Regions from separate parts of the Sus scrofa genome. Here region 2 is linked to region 1. A link is a contact called in public Hi-C data. All regions are on one chromosome and are shown on one strand. The core of a region is the stretch at or near the end of the contact, and the rest is flanking DNA. Distances in the headings are between cores, read along the strand shown. Region 1 holds the start of TM9SF2 (transmembrane 9 superfamily member 2). Region 2 holds the start of TMTC4 (transmembrane and tetratricopeptide repeat containing 4).

Region 1 (6,555 bases), core at 1,993-4,492:
CGTTAACCACTGCGCCACGACGGGAACTCCTTTTTTTTTTTTTTGTCTTTTTGCCACTTTTAATTTTTAAATTCTCTTCAAGTTTTGTAATCGTATACACAAGACTGTACTCCTTAACAAATACGGAATGGATGAGAAAAAAAAAACTGTTAATACCCTGATTGAAGTAATGAAAATTTGAACTATTTACTCTTTTTCTCCTTTGAGAGGCAAAGAGAAGAAATATTAAAGTGTCCTTCAAATTCCACAAGCAAGAAATTCTAGGGAAAAACTGCTAAAAGTACATCTTCCTTAAGATCTGTTTCTATTGACCAAGCTGTAAAAGCAACTGGCAACGAAGAGGAAATTCAAACATTTCTGAAAAATGATTTGTCTTGTCTGTTTCATCCTTATACTTTTGGAAATTAAAAATCCAAAAGGGCCCCTGAAATTAATCAAACGTGAACTAAAAGTAGCTACCTAAAGAAGGACCTGTTGAGGAAACAAAAATTGTCTAACTGGCAGACCACCTGTAAATTTCACTCATCCTCAAGTTTGAGGTCCCTCTCAAATGTCACTGCCTTTGTAGCTTTCCCTGAAGACTCTAATACATAGCTGTTTCCTCATTGGTGTTTCAGAGCACTTTGGAGGGACGGCTTTTGGAACATATCAGATTTTGATAATCTGTCATATGCTTATGACCTTTACTTTGACGTTCCTAAAAGAAAGAAACATTTTTTTTGTCTCTAAGGCACTAGGAATACAAGACTGCTATTAAATTTATGTTTTTTGGGGAGTGGGGTTGGTCTTTTTAAGGCCCCACTCGCGGCCTATGGAGGTTCCCAGGCTGGGAGTCGAATCAGAGTGGTAGCCGCTGGCCTACACCACAGCCACAGCAACGTGGGATCCGAGCCGCGTCTGCGACCTACACCACAGCTTACACCCCACCGGATCCTAAACCCACTGAGAGAAGCCAAAGACAGAACCTGCGTACTCATGGATTCCAGTCAGATCTGTTTCCGCTGAGCCACCACGGGAACTCCCGATTGCTGTCAAATTTAAATTCGAAGACCAAATTCTAAGTTTTAAAGGCTGGTAACTAAAACGTTTAATGGAAAAACCAGGGTGCTTGCAGGACTCGCGCTCTCCTCCACTTGGAAGCACTATTTTCTTTCAGTCATAACCCCCAAAGAGTGAAAGCTTCCTGCACTGCAAGTGTATGGGAGCCACAGTATTCAAGTGCTAACTGTTGAGTAACCCATAAATATCCTTAGACATTTTTAGAGATCCAAGTTTTGAAACAGAAACTGTAAAATGCCATGAAAAAATTTAATAGCTTCTTTAGTGCCCTAAAATAAGCTCAAAATTCACAGCTATAGTAAAGTTAGCAGTAATAAAATAAACACCAGCTTTAAAAAAAGCAAACTTAGTAAATAAACCTATTTATAGATTGTAAAAGATTGCTAAACGATTATTTGAATTGTTAAAATTACTAATGGTTTCAAAGAAATTCTCATGCCCCAAATGTTAAGTTTTAGCAATCCAAAATAATTGTATATGTTTCCTGTCCTGCCCTATGCCCAATAATCTAGAAGCAGGTTACTTATTTCTCTTTTACTAGTGGTTAAAGTGAAAAGCTTGAGTTTGAGGTCGTAAGAGGTCAAAGTTTTCAAGGTTTACCCTAGAAGAAAAGGCCAGCTTCTCCTGTGGTCTGCTCCTTTTAAGTGTTTCAAACAACCTCAGAGAACTAAACAGCGTCATCTTATGTATCTTCTGCATATTAAAAAATCTTTTACACTTCAAAGGTAGAAATTAACTATGTCAACCATCACAGCAATTCTTTATTAATGCACTTTACGCGGCTCTGGGTGTTAAATTCCACAAATAAGGAAGTAATCGCTAATCGTGAGGTTTAAAATGCCAAAAACCTAGAAAGAACGAGCTCGTAACCAACCAGGAGTTCTAGAAAAGTAGCAAACTGGCAGCAATGAACTTAAAAGTTGCTGGAAGACCTGGCCGCCCCCTTCCTTGCAGAGCGTGACCGGGCTGTAAGCGAACACCCCCAACTCGTGGAACGCTCGCTGACCTGCACGCATCCAACTCCAAGGGAGCGCCGGACACGCACAGTCCCCGTTTCAGGACAGCTGCACACACACTAGCTCTCGGCCAGACGGGAGGAGAGCCCGAGGCCCACCGAGTCCTGCAGAATCCACCCCGCTACCAGGCCGTTCCGGAGCCTCCGGCGCACAGCCGCGCCAACCCCAAGCGCTTCTGGGGACACTGGACCGCACCCACTGCTACGCCCCCTTCCCCTCGGGCCCCGGCCGCCCAGGCACGGAGAGGCTTCCCCTTCCGACAATGCACCCGGGGGTCCGTCAGGCCGCACCCACCTTGCACTCGTCGCTCTTTTTTTCTACGTCGCAGAAGTTGACGGGCGCCAGGCCGGGCAGGTAGAAAGCGGCGCCCCGACGCGGGCCCGGGGCGGCCCCCAGCAGGAGCAGCGACAGCAGCCACAGCCGCGGCCACCGAGATGGAAACGACGCCGACAGCCTGGCGCTCATGACGGCTGTTCCGGGGAAAGGGCAGCCGAGCCGCGGGGGTGAAGAGGGAAGGAGGGACGGGGAGGCTCGGAGACGAGGACCAGGCCGCCGGAGCTGAGGGAGGCCGGCCCCGCGACGGACAGTTCCGGTTGCGCTAGGAGACACCACGGGTTCCGCAACAGAAACCGAACCGGGCCTCGACGGAGCATGCGCAACGCCGCCTGCACATGCTCAGTGAGAGCGGCCGCAGGCGCCCCCAGGAGTTTCCGGGAGCCGGAGTGGAGGAAATCCACTTTCCAGGTTTTCAGCGGTCCGGCTGGAGTGGTTGCTGTGAGGGAGGTTCCAGCACTCACGTTCCGATTCCAAATTCCGATCTAGAGCTCCCTTGGGGCCCGGCGCCGGCGCCGCAAGCTTTCTGCTTTGTCTCAGTTTCCCGCGGTTTCCGCACCCCAGTAAGCAAAGCAGTTCCAGCAAAATAGGAATCTGGTATCATCATCCTTGAGCACGTCTCTGTTGCTTTTCCTATTGAAGTGATGCCATGCCCTTCTTTGCTGTATACAGACGGATTTGTTTGTGCAGTGCATTTTTTGAGTATTTTTCAGGGAGAAACTTGTGTTTTTTGGTTTTTGGCAACACCTGAGGCATGTGGAAGTTTTGGGGGCCAGGGATCAAACAGGGGCCACAGCAGTGACCATGCCAGGTCTCTCACCCGAGGAACTCTGAAACTTGCTTTTGGTGACCAAAAAAAAAAAAAAAAAAAAAAAAAACAGAGAGAGGGAGAAGAGAAAAAAATGCACAAAAGTTGTGAGTTAAGTTTTATTCAGGAAATTTACTGAGGACTGTAGCGAGGGAGACAGCCTCTAAGCTCTGAGCAACTGCTCTGAAGAGGTAAGGGAGAAGCCAGAATATATATGGAAAAAAAAATCAAAGATTACTGATAATCAGGAAGAAAAGACATCTCAAGTTAAGGATTAGTGCTTTTCTAGGTATGAGAAGATGCAAGAATCTGGGTTCACTGAAATTATTCCCTAGATATCCTCTTAACTATCCAGGGTCAGTATCCAGAGCACAGTATACTCCCGTTTTTCTCCATCCTGAATTCCCCTCAGGGCACCCTGTCGGTGGGGGACTGGTTTGATCATTGTAGAAATGGAATGGTGGACAGTCTTTGTTTAAAAAGTCAATTCAGCTGAACCTTGGAGTTCAATCGAATACTTCAGAAGATGGTATTCATGTAGACTTTCTAGCAAGGAATCAACCCAGAAGTACTTCAGCTGAGAAATCAAACAGGGGCACGTTTACTAGATGGACAATTCAGAAATTTGTGGGGCCCCAGGCAATCCTATCTAAATTCTTGTGGGTATCTGCACGTTTTCTCCTGGACAGTTTATAACATTAAATTTTCAAAGGAATCTATGTGCAAAAAAGGCTAAGGACCACTGTTCTATGCTGGGGAGTAAGCAGAACATGCTCGCAAAGATAGTTCCCACTAAGAACTCCAGCTTTGGAACAGCACTATTAACTTATGGGGACCTTGAGCAAGTTAAATCATCAAGTCCCAGGAAGTATAATAGGATGTCCATTGCGAATGAAAAATGGTACCTGCCATATCCGTCATCAGAGGATGTTGCAGCCATGAAGACAGTACAGCCCCGGCTGACAGTGAGCCCTGAGGGAACTCAGGATGGAGACAAACTGCCAGGCCCTCAGCCACTGCAGCTACCGCCAACTGTGCACCCTGAGGGGATTCCGGATGGGGAAAAGCAGGATACTGGTCCTGGATAGCTAAGGCGCATACTGAAGGAGTATTTCCAGTGAGGCCAGACTCCTGCATCTTCCCATACAAAGAACAGTGCTAAATTTAATTAACTCAAGATGTCTGATTTTCTTTAACCGTAATCTTTTAAAGTTCTTACTACCTGGTCTTTCGCAAAAACAGCCATTATATCCTGGCTTCTCCCTTGCCTCTTCAGAGCAGTCCTCAAAGCTATCTGAAAGGCTTAAGTCCTCAATTCTGTCCGCCAGATAAAACATAATTCTCAACTTTAAGGTGGTGCATTTTTTTCAGTCAACACCATATTCTTTAAGTGGTTGTGAAGATTAAGGGGCAAGGGTTAAGCACTATACAGAGGAAAGGCATCAAGTGTTATAATAGAAACTGCAGGTGTAGGGGGTGGGGGTGGTTGGGGGGCCTGAGCAGTTGGATTGTATTTAGGTCACTTCTCCTTTGAGCAAACAATTAATATATTTGCCCAATGTATTTGGTCTAGGGAAAAAGAATTTATAATATTCTATTGTTGAAGTCATAGAGATTTCTAATATAATACGAGGAAGCGATGTTTCTCTCCATTTAGAAAGGTAGCAGAATAAAATTAACATTATTATTATTATTTGCTTTTTAGAGCTGCAATTGTGGCATGAAATTCCCAGGCCAGAGGTCCAATCGGGACTGTAGCTGCAGTCCCACACTGCAGCAACAGCAACGCCAGATCCGAGCCACGTCTGCGACCTACACCACAGCTCACAGCAAGGTAGGAGGATCCTCGACCCACTGAGTGAGGCCAGGGGTCGGACCTGTGTCCTCATGGATACTAAAGTCCGGTTCTTTTCCACTGAGCTGAGTTACAAGAACGCCAACATTTTTTGTTCACTACCTTCTGTTTATCCAGTACCACTAAATACTTGAACTTCACTATCTCAGTGCCCCCCCACACAAGAAAGGGCACTGCTGACACACCCCCCGCCCCCGTGCTTCTCAGGCCCCAAACCTGGGAGATAACCTAAATTTCAAGTTCCTTCACTCTCCACAAACAGTCCTTCAACAAGTTGTGCTTGCTGGACCGCTGAACTAGACTAAATCCTCCGTACTTACCATGTCCACAGCTACAGCCTAGTTCAAGCCAAAATCGTAGTTCTCTTGAACCTGTACTAAATGCAATAGCCTCTCAGCTTGCACTCTTGACAAAGCGATCTTAAATCTTTAAATCCCTCCGTTCTACTTTCTGCTTAACCCGCCCCCCAGGCACTCCTCACTACTTTATCACTACCTGGAGTTAACGTGGTTATTTGTTTACTGCCTCACTCCTCGTTTATACGTACACCCCGGGGGAGTAAGGACCTGGTCTCTGCACCCCAGAGCCTAGAGCAGCGTACGGCACATAAAGGAGACAAGAGCAGCAAGTAACTACAAAGTACTGCAGGTTTGGTACCGGCTGGACCATATAAATTCTAGATCTGAATTCAGAATCGAAGGCTTTTGAGCGCTGAAATAAACCTGAGGTTTTCCAGATGCGTTTAACCTCTTCCACTGACAGAGGAAAGAAGGCGGACTGAGCGCCCGCAAACGGTTACTCCTTGAGACTCAGCGGACGGAGCCGGGGAGTCTATGGCGGGGGGTGGGTCCTTCCAAATCTCGCCGCCCCCTCGATCCTCCGAGCTCAGCATCAGCAAAAACCCGGATAAGTGGAGTTCTTTCTCAATAAAAATGATCTCCGGACTTCAGACGCAACCCGGGCCGCCCAGCGCCGATCGCGCGTGCGCAGGGCCGGCCAGCCTCGCCTCGCCAACCCCTACCCTGGCGACCTTCTCCCCGCTTCCGCCTCCAGAGTTCAGACACGTCATCCCGCACGGCCGGGGCCGGGTGGGAGGGGCCGGGGGCGGAGCTCGGCCGCGGGGCGGGGCGGGGCGGACTCCTTACTTCCGCATCCAGCCTTGCCAGGGTTTCTTTCTGTTACCTGGGGCAGGTGGCACCCAGGTACCGGGAATCTGGCGTGGCGACATTGCTCTGTCCCTCACCCAGGCGGCAAAATGGAATCCCTGGCTTGTGGGCGCCTCCTCCCTGGGCGCTGCCACGCAGAAGGGCTGAGTGAGGATTCTAGTTCCAAACTAGGAAGAAATGAAGTTTTCCTTCCACCCTCCCCTTGACTGTGACGCTTCCTTTCTCCAAGGACTAAATAACACTTCTGACTCGGCCGTAAAACTTGAGGGACAGGATCTTCTCCCTTGCTACAGTAGCATTTGCTGGCTCCATTTAAAG
Region 2 (6,555 bases), core at 2,050-4,549, 1.0 Mb before region 1:
GGGTATATCCAGAGGGATCCATGGGCATTTGGAGACAGAATCCAGGGAAGCCTTTTCGGAGACCTGCCATTTGAGCAGAGACCCCAGGGAGGAATTAGAGTTGGCTGGGTGTCATGGAGGTGAGCAGGATGGAGGGCTTCAGGGGATGTGAACAGCCCCAAATGGAAAGGAGCATGGCACACCTTAGGATGATACAAGGACAATGTGGCTGCGCTTAGGAAATAAAGGTGACAGGGGCATGAGATGATTTAGAAACAGGAGACAAGGGGTCGGGGTCATGCAACAGCATTGGGGCCTTCAATCTAAGAGCAACGGGAACAGTGATGTGCCAAGAGTGGCCACAGGGAGAGTGAACTATCCTGGGGGAAGCAGTAAGGAGTGCGCCGTCTACAGAGAATTGAAGGACAGTAGCAAAATGAAGGAGAACCTTTCATTTTCCCCATGCCCTTGCAACGCTAACTATAGTAATCAAGAGCTTGTTAGTAAATGTTTAACAACTGTTTTTCTAGGGAAAACACACATGTATATGCCTATATGTGTGTGTCATGTTACAAATGTTCATAAAGATTATAAATGACATAAAGGATCGTCACACAGTTTCCAAGTAATGATAAAATATGCAAATACTCTTTCCTGCAAATTCCACGTAGTTGATGAATTCTCCTGGAATGCTTTTGTTGATTTTTGCTAAAGGCTTCTATCTTTCTGTATCCAACCAATGCTTGTAATTTAACCATGATTTCACAAATGGAATATCCTCTGATCGGCTCTTTTCCCAATACATTTATTGTCATTAAATCTGAATAGGATCTGTTCAACTCTTTTTCACCCTTGTATAAATTAAACCCATTAAACTCAAATCTTTTCATGTCAGCACCAAACACAACCCTTCTTAACTTTAATTAGCATTATTATTTCCTCCATCACTTTCTTAAGTTTAGCAAAGAGGACAATCAGCAAAACAACAAATCAAGTTCTGATTCATGTTTGCCAATTTCCATGGTGTAAATACTCCCACAGTGGTGGACTACAATCTACCAATGTGACACTCATAGCACAACATTGAATATAGCAGTGGGAATGGAAAGAGGTGTTCAGATTTGATAGACATTTAGCCAGAGAATCTTAGTGACTTGTTCCATGCCAAGGGTGAAGGCAGAACTGGGAAACTACTGGACCCATCAACATAACAGGGAGAGGCAGAAAGCAACAAGGAGTGAGAGCATGCGTTCCATTTCGGATGTGTTCCATTTGAGGTTCCTGTAACAACCAAGTGGAGAAGCTTAATAGGAAGCTAGATACATGGGCTTGGAGCTCAGAGAAGATCAGAATAGTAGATTTGGAAGATATTCAGCAAAATGTTGGCAGTGTGTTAAACCATGCAGGGGGAGTTCCCGCTGTGGTGCAACTCGATCAGCATCTCTGCAGCAAGAGGAAGATGCATGTCCCATCCCCAATTGGCACAGTGGGTTAAAGAATCCGGCATTGCTGAAGCTGCAGCATAGTTTGCCACTGCAGCTGGGATCTGATCCCTGACCCTGGGGACTTACATATGGCAGAGGAATGGCCAAAAAAGAAAAAAAAAATCATGCAGGGAAAAATTGGGGCTTGAAAGGGCTTTTAAAATATGTCATTTGGCGGTTTTCAAGAAGCAGGTAAGCAGGCCAAGGAGACTGAGAAACAACAAGGAGCCGAGTGCCTCTATCACCAAAAGTGTTTTTTGTCTTTTTGTCTTTTTTTTTTTTTTTTTGGCCATTTCTTGGGCCACTCCCGCGGCATATGGAGTTTCCCAGGCTAGGGGTCTAATCGGGGCTGTAGCCACCAGCCTATGCCAGAGCCACAGCAACGTGGGATCCGAGCCGCGTCTGCAACCTAAACCACAGCTCACGGCAACGCCGGATCCTTAACCCACTGAGCAAGGCCAGGGACCCACTGGCAACCTTGTGGTATCTCGTGGTTCCTAGTCGGATTCGTTAACCACTGCGCCACGACGGGAACTCCTCCAAAAGTGTTTTAAGGAGGAAGAATGAACTTTGCTAAGAGATCAAGTAAAATGAAGGAAAATGTTCTTTGCATTTAGCGCTTGCAGGTGTTATCGGAGACTAGAGCCAAGGCAGTTTCAGTGTAATGCGGAAACCAAGAAATGAATGCGAGTTGGGAGACTAGAAAAGTGAGCAACCTTTCAACAACTTCGGCTATGGAGAAGCCCGAGCGAGGCGGGGTGGAAGGGTAGGTGGAGGACTCGAAGGCTTGGGGCTGATAAAACGCTGATGATTCCGATCCAGTCCAGAGGGAGATGTTAAACTTTGGAGGCGGGAAGGGGGGAGGGGGGTTGTCCGGAATCCGTGCCTTTAGGAGTGGCTTTGTAGGTTTGCTGGCGGAAAGTGGAAAAAGTTTCTTTTTCTTGAAACAGGAAGACAGAGGAAACTACTGAGAATGATGGTTATGAGACGGGTGGAGTGGCAATGGGATTGGGAGTGTAAGTTTAGGACAAAGTGACGGTGAATGGACGATGGGAGGCGGATCTGGCCACGCGGAGGGCTACAGCAGGGTTCGTGGGTTCAGCGTGAGAATGCAGATCAGGGCCGTGGAACAGAAGCTGCTAAAAACAAACGCTGGGGCAGCAGGGCCTCGGAGGGACGAACGCAGTTTCGGTTCCTTCCTGAGAGGCGGAGAGTGGAGACACACTTTTGGAACAACTCCTCCCAGACAGGAAGAAGTCTATAGAGTTCTGGTCGTTCCGATCCAGCGCCTTTTCCTGCGGAGACGCTGCAGTACCTCCGCCGAGCGCCACCGAAAGCGCGAGGAGCGCGAGACAGGCCAGGAACAAGCTTCTGCGAGGCGGACGGCAGGAGGGAGGGAGACGTGCCCGCGACAGCCCCTCTGCGACCAGCTCCCGCAGCCCGCCTTCCGGGGCCAGGCTAGGGCCGCCCCTTCCCGCCCCGGCCCCGCCCGGGCTCCGCGCGCAGAACATTTCCTCCTCTCCAGCGGAGTCCGTCTGTCCCTGCGGCTCCTTCTCCGCGACTAGCGCCCTCTGGCCTGACGTCACTGGCGCGCCCACCAATGAGCTGAAGAGGGGCCGGCGGCGGCGTGAAAGTGACGGTAGAAGCAACCAATAGCCGCGAGGAGGGGGCGGGCCGAGGCGGGAGTGTGAGAGAGCGCGTCCGCGCGCGTGGGGAGCTGCGGGCGGTGCGGGCGGCGCACGGCGCGGGCGAGGGGGGCGCGGCAGGGGGCGGGGGCGCGGCGCGGGCGGCCCCTCCCCCTGGCCAGCTCCGGGCGGGCGCCGAGAGCTGGGGGACTTTGCGCGCCCGGGAGGGAGATGCGGCCGCCGCTCTGGCTCCTTGCAGGTAACGCGCGGGGCGGCCCCTGCAGGGCCGAGCGGCGGAGAGCGCCGCGGGGCCAGCGGAGTTGGGTGCGGAGCGGACGCGGGGTTCCCACTGCCGCCGCGTCCCGAGCCCCATGGGCCGACGCGGGCGCGGTGTCGGCGCTGCTGGAGGAGTTGGCTCCAAGACCTGAGCTGCGGCCGGGGCTAGAGTCAGGGGGGTTGCGGGCCCTCTCGCCTGGCTCCCGGGTGTAAGCGGCACGCGGGACAAAGAGCGTGGCGTGAAGGGTGCACACTCCGCCAGCCCGCGCCCCTGCGCCAGCCCGCGCCCCCTGCCCACTCCACCGGCGCGGACGCTCCTTCGACCCCAGTCTCACGAGCGCCTCTGGCGCGTCCCCGGAGCGGCCACCTGGCCGCGGGGCCCCGCGCCACCCCGCGCCTGGCCGCCAGCTGGCCGCAGCGCGGACAACGGCAGGGCGCAGCCGGGCGGCTTGGCCGCCTGCCCAGGGTTAAAGGCGGCTCCCCTGCAGCGCTGTAGTGCCAGCCACTCCGCGCTGGCTGCCGGGCGGAGCGGCAGGAGAGCGGCGTGCCCTGGGTCGGGGCCCTTGGGGCTACCGGGCTGCCACTTCCCTGCGCGGGCTTGGAGTTTGGGGAAGCGGAGCAGGTGGTGCAGCCGCCACTTCACCTCCCGCGGACTCCGCGGGGCTTCTGGTCTTGTTGATGTTGTGGCTGTAGGCTGTGTGTATTTTCTTCTTTTTTTAACCACACACAAAAGAAGGGAGGAGTTAGAGCAGAGCTCTCGCCAGAGCTCTGAATCATCCCACACTGCTCTTTCTCTCGGAGAGCAGATGGGTGGGGAGGATTTCTTGAGAAATAATTAACAGTAAGGACGGACTGGATCCCCTCCCGGTCCCCTCTCCTCGAGGTCCCGACCGTGACACCGGCTGACTTAGAGGGAAAAATGGCTACAAGCTAGCAAGCTGGAAACTTTCTGGGACAGTGGGGACCTTGAATGTCGAACCTCCGCAGTCATTGCTGCTATAGGCACGCCTGGCCGTCCTGTGTTACTGAATTAAGAAACCAGGAAGGTGGTCCCGAGAGGACGACACTTGGAGTGGCATTCGGTTCCGCGGAGGGTGGTGGAAATGACAGTCCCTGTGCCTTGAGGGCCCCAGGAGAGGAGCAGGCAGCTCAGGTCTCCAGATGCTGGGGCAGAAACCACGTGTTCTTTATTCTGGTTTCCAGAGGCACTGTCTCATTTCAGCCTGGCAGAGGGCAGCTGGTGCGTGAATGGTTGCTGGTGAGGTCGAAAGGACAGCCTGAGCCCAGAAGGCCCTTTGGTGCAAGTGGAAGAATATTCTGTAGGAGGTGGTGGCTGCTCAGTTTTCCAGGGATCATTTAGGTTTGATCTGTCATCCCCTTTCCTGCAGTCTAGGCTGCTGTGTCAGCTGTCACCAGGTCCCCAGGGTTCACAGCTCAGTGACTGATGTTTATTTGCTTTCGGAAGGTGACATGGGGTCCCTGCTGGAGGCCTTTTTGACCTTTTCATTGGTGATTGACGAATTTGTGGTAACCATCTGAAAATAGAGGCTTGAGAAAAGTTTGAGAAATTGAGAATAGACTTCTGCTTCTTCCAAATCCAACTCCTTGTAGGTACCAGTTGATTCTCAGTATAGTGCGAAACCTGCACAGGAGTGGGACAATGCCAACTTTGTCCTTTAGGCAAGACATTCCCTGGAGGAGAGGGCCATGGTGATGCTCCACCCCCCACCCCCACCCCATGGCCATCGAGAGAGAAACGGAACGGAACGTGGGCCTTCTCCGCTCATGGTCTGGGTGCCAAAAAGGGGACCCGTCTCTTCCGTCATACCACCTCATGCTAGCAGGGCTTCTTGTACCTTAGTACCAAGCCTGGCTGGAATCACTGCAGGCACAAAGGTCGTGTACCGTTGGAGAAAGAGGAATTGGAAACAGGATCGGTTTGTATGGCTGTGCAGTTTATGCAGGACAGACGGATGCCTGGCCAGGGAAGCAGTGCTCTGGGTCAGCCCCAAAGGAGGGTACCCTTTTCTCAGTTGCATCAGGTCACCAGCTGGCCTTGGTTGGTGAGCCCATCTTCAAGAATAAACAGCCGCATCAGGTGATCCCAAGACAGGAGGTCGGGGGCTGGGCACCGGGAACTAATCTTGCCAAAATAATACCAGTAATGAGGACTAATTGTTTACACTCTCACTTGAGCCTTACCGCCACCTCCTCCAGCTGGTACCCTCTCGTGCTGATGAGGCTCAGTCCTTCAAAGACTAGGAAGCTCAAGGTCATGCAGGTACCAAGTCCAAATCTGTCTGCCTCCAGAGCCTGTGCTTTTAACCACTGGGCTGGACCGAGCACTCTGTGCAGGTTCCTAACACTTTGTAGCTGTGCTGCATTTGCTCATCCACAGTATTTTCTGACCTCCTACTATACCCATCAACAGTCGTGCCTGAAATGAAGAGGCCGTTGTGAGTATTCTCAGGGGCAGCAGAGAAGTGAGAATCTTAGAGACTAGAGGAGGGGAGCTGCCCTGACGAGGGGAGCAGCCAGAAGGGAGAAGGGGACAGACTAGGTTCCCTGGTGTCTGTGCAGGAGAAAAAGAGGAGCTCTTCTGAGATTGGCTCCCCCATCCTGTTGACTCCCCGAGAGTCCAGGCCTGGCCCACCACGCGCCCAAATGTTCGGGGCTGTTGTCTAAGAACCAGACTTGCTGTGTGTGTTACAAAAATGGAGATGAAAAGGGAGGCACCACCACTAATTTAGGAGCACACATTACTCCCTGGTCCAGTGTTCTTCCAGGAGGGCCCCTGGAACCCCACGTAACCTTTTGTGAAATGCGCTTCAACTTTTGGGGCCTGAAGCAGACGACATCAAAGACCACTTATGGGACCATTTGTCAGCTCACAGCTCTGTTTTACATTTAAAGTCGATATCAAGTATTTGCTCTCTTTCACATTTCCCGGCCATGGATCGAACCTCTGCCACAGTAGCCCCCCAAGCTGCTCTAGTGACAACACTGGATCCTTAACCTGTTGGGCCACAAGAGAACTCCACATTCATTTTCTAAATCAAAGAACCCCTTTACCCTCTCCAAGGTAAGTCAGGCTATCTCCCTAACTATTCAGGCTTTTTCAATTATGTAGTTTATTTCTAGTAGCAGGAGTCATTCCATTAGCTGCAGTGTAGACACAGCGGTTGGGGCCT

The links. Hi-C and Micro-C count contacts between places; a contact is called where the count stands out from the background.
Region 2: a Hi-C map of liver shows a contact between it and region 1, with 5 times the contacts expected there. The contact joins the promoter of TMTC4 here to the promoter of TM9SF2 in region 1. A contact is called at or near these places in 3 of 47 Hi-C or Micro-C datasets (heart right ventricle, liver and skeletal muscle) and 1 of 2 datasets of contacts at active chromatin or transcription factors (alveolar macrophages).

What each region holds. Positions count from the first base shown.
Region 1 is chr11:68,404,521-68,411,075 of Sscrofa11.1, reverse strand. It overlaps TM9SF2 (transmembrane 9 superfamily member 2), which reads right to left and starts at 3,242. Exons shown (of 17, transcript XM_021065854.1): 1 at 2,370-3,242. The coding sequence starts at 2,540.
Region 2 is chr11:69,439,192-69,445,746 of Sscrofa11.1, reverse strand. It overlaps TMTC4 (transmembrane and tetratricopeptide repeat containing 4), which reads left to right and starts at 3,299. Exons shown (of 18, transcript NM_001252205.1): 1 at 3,299-3,347.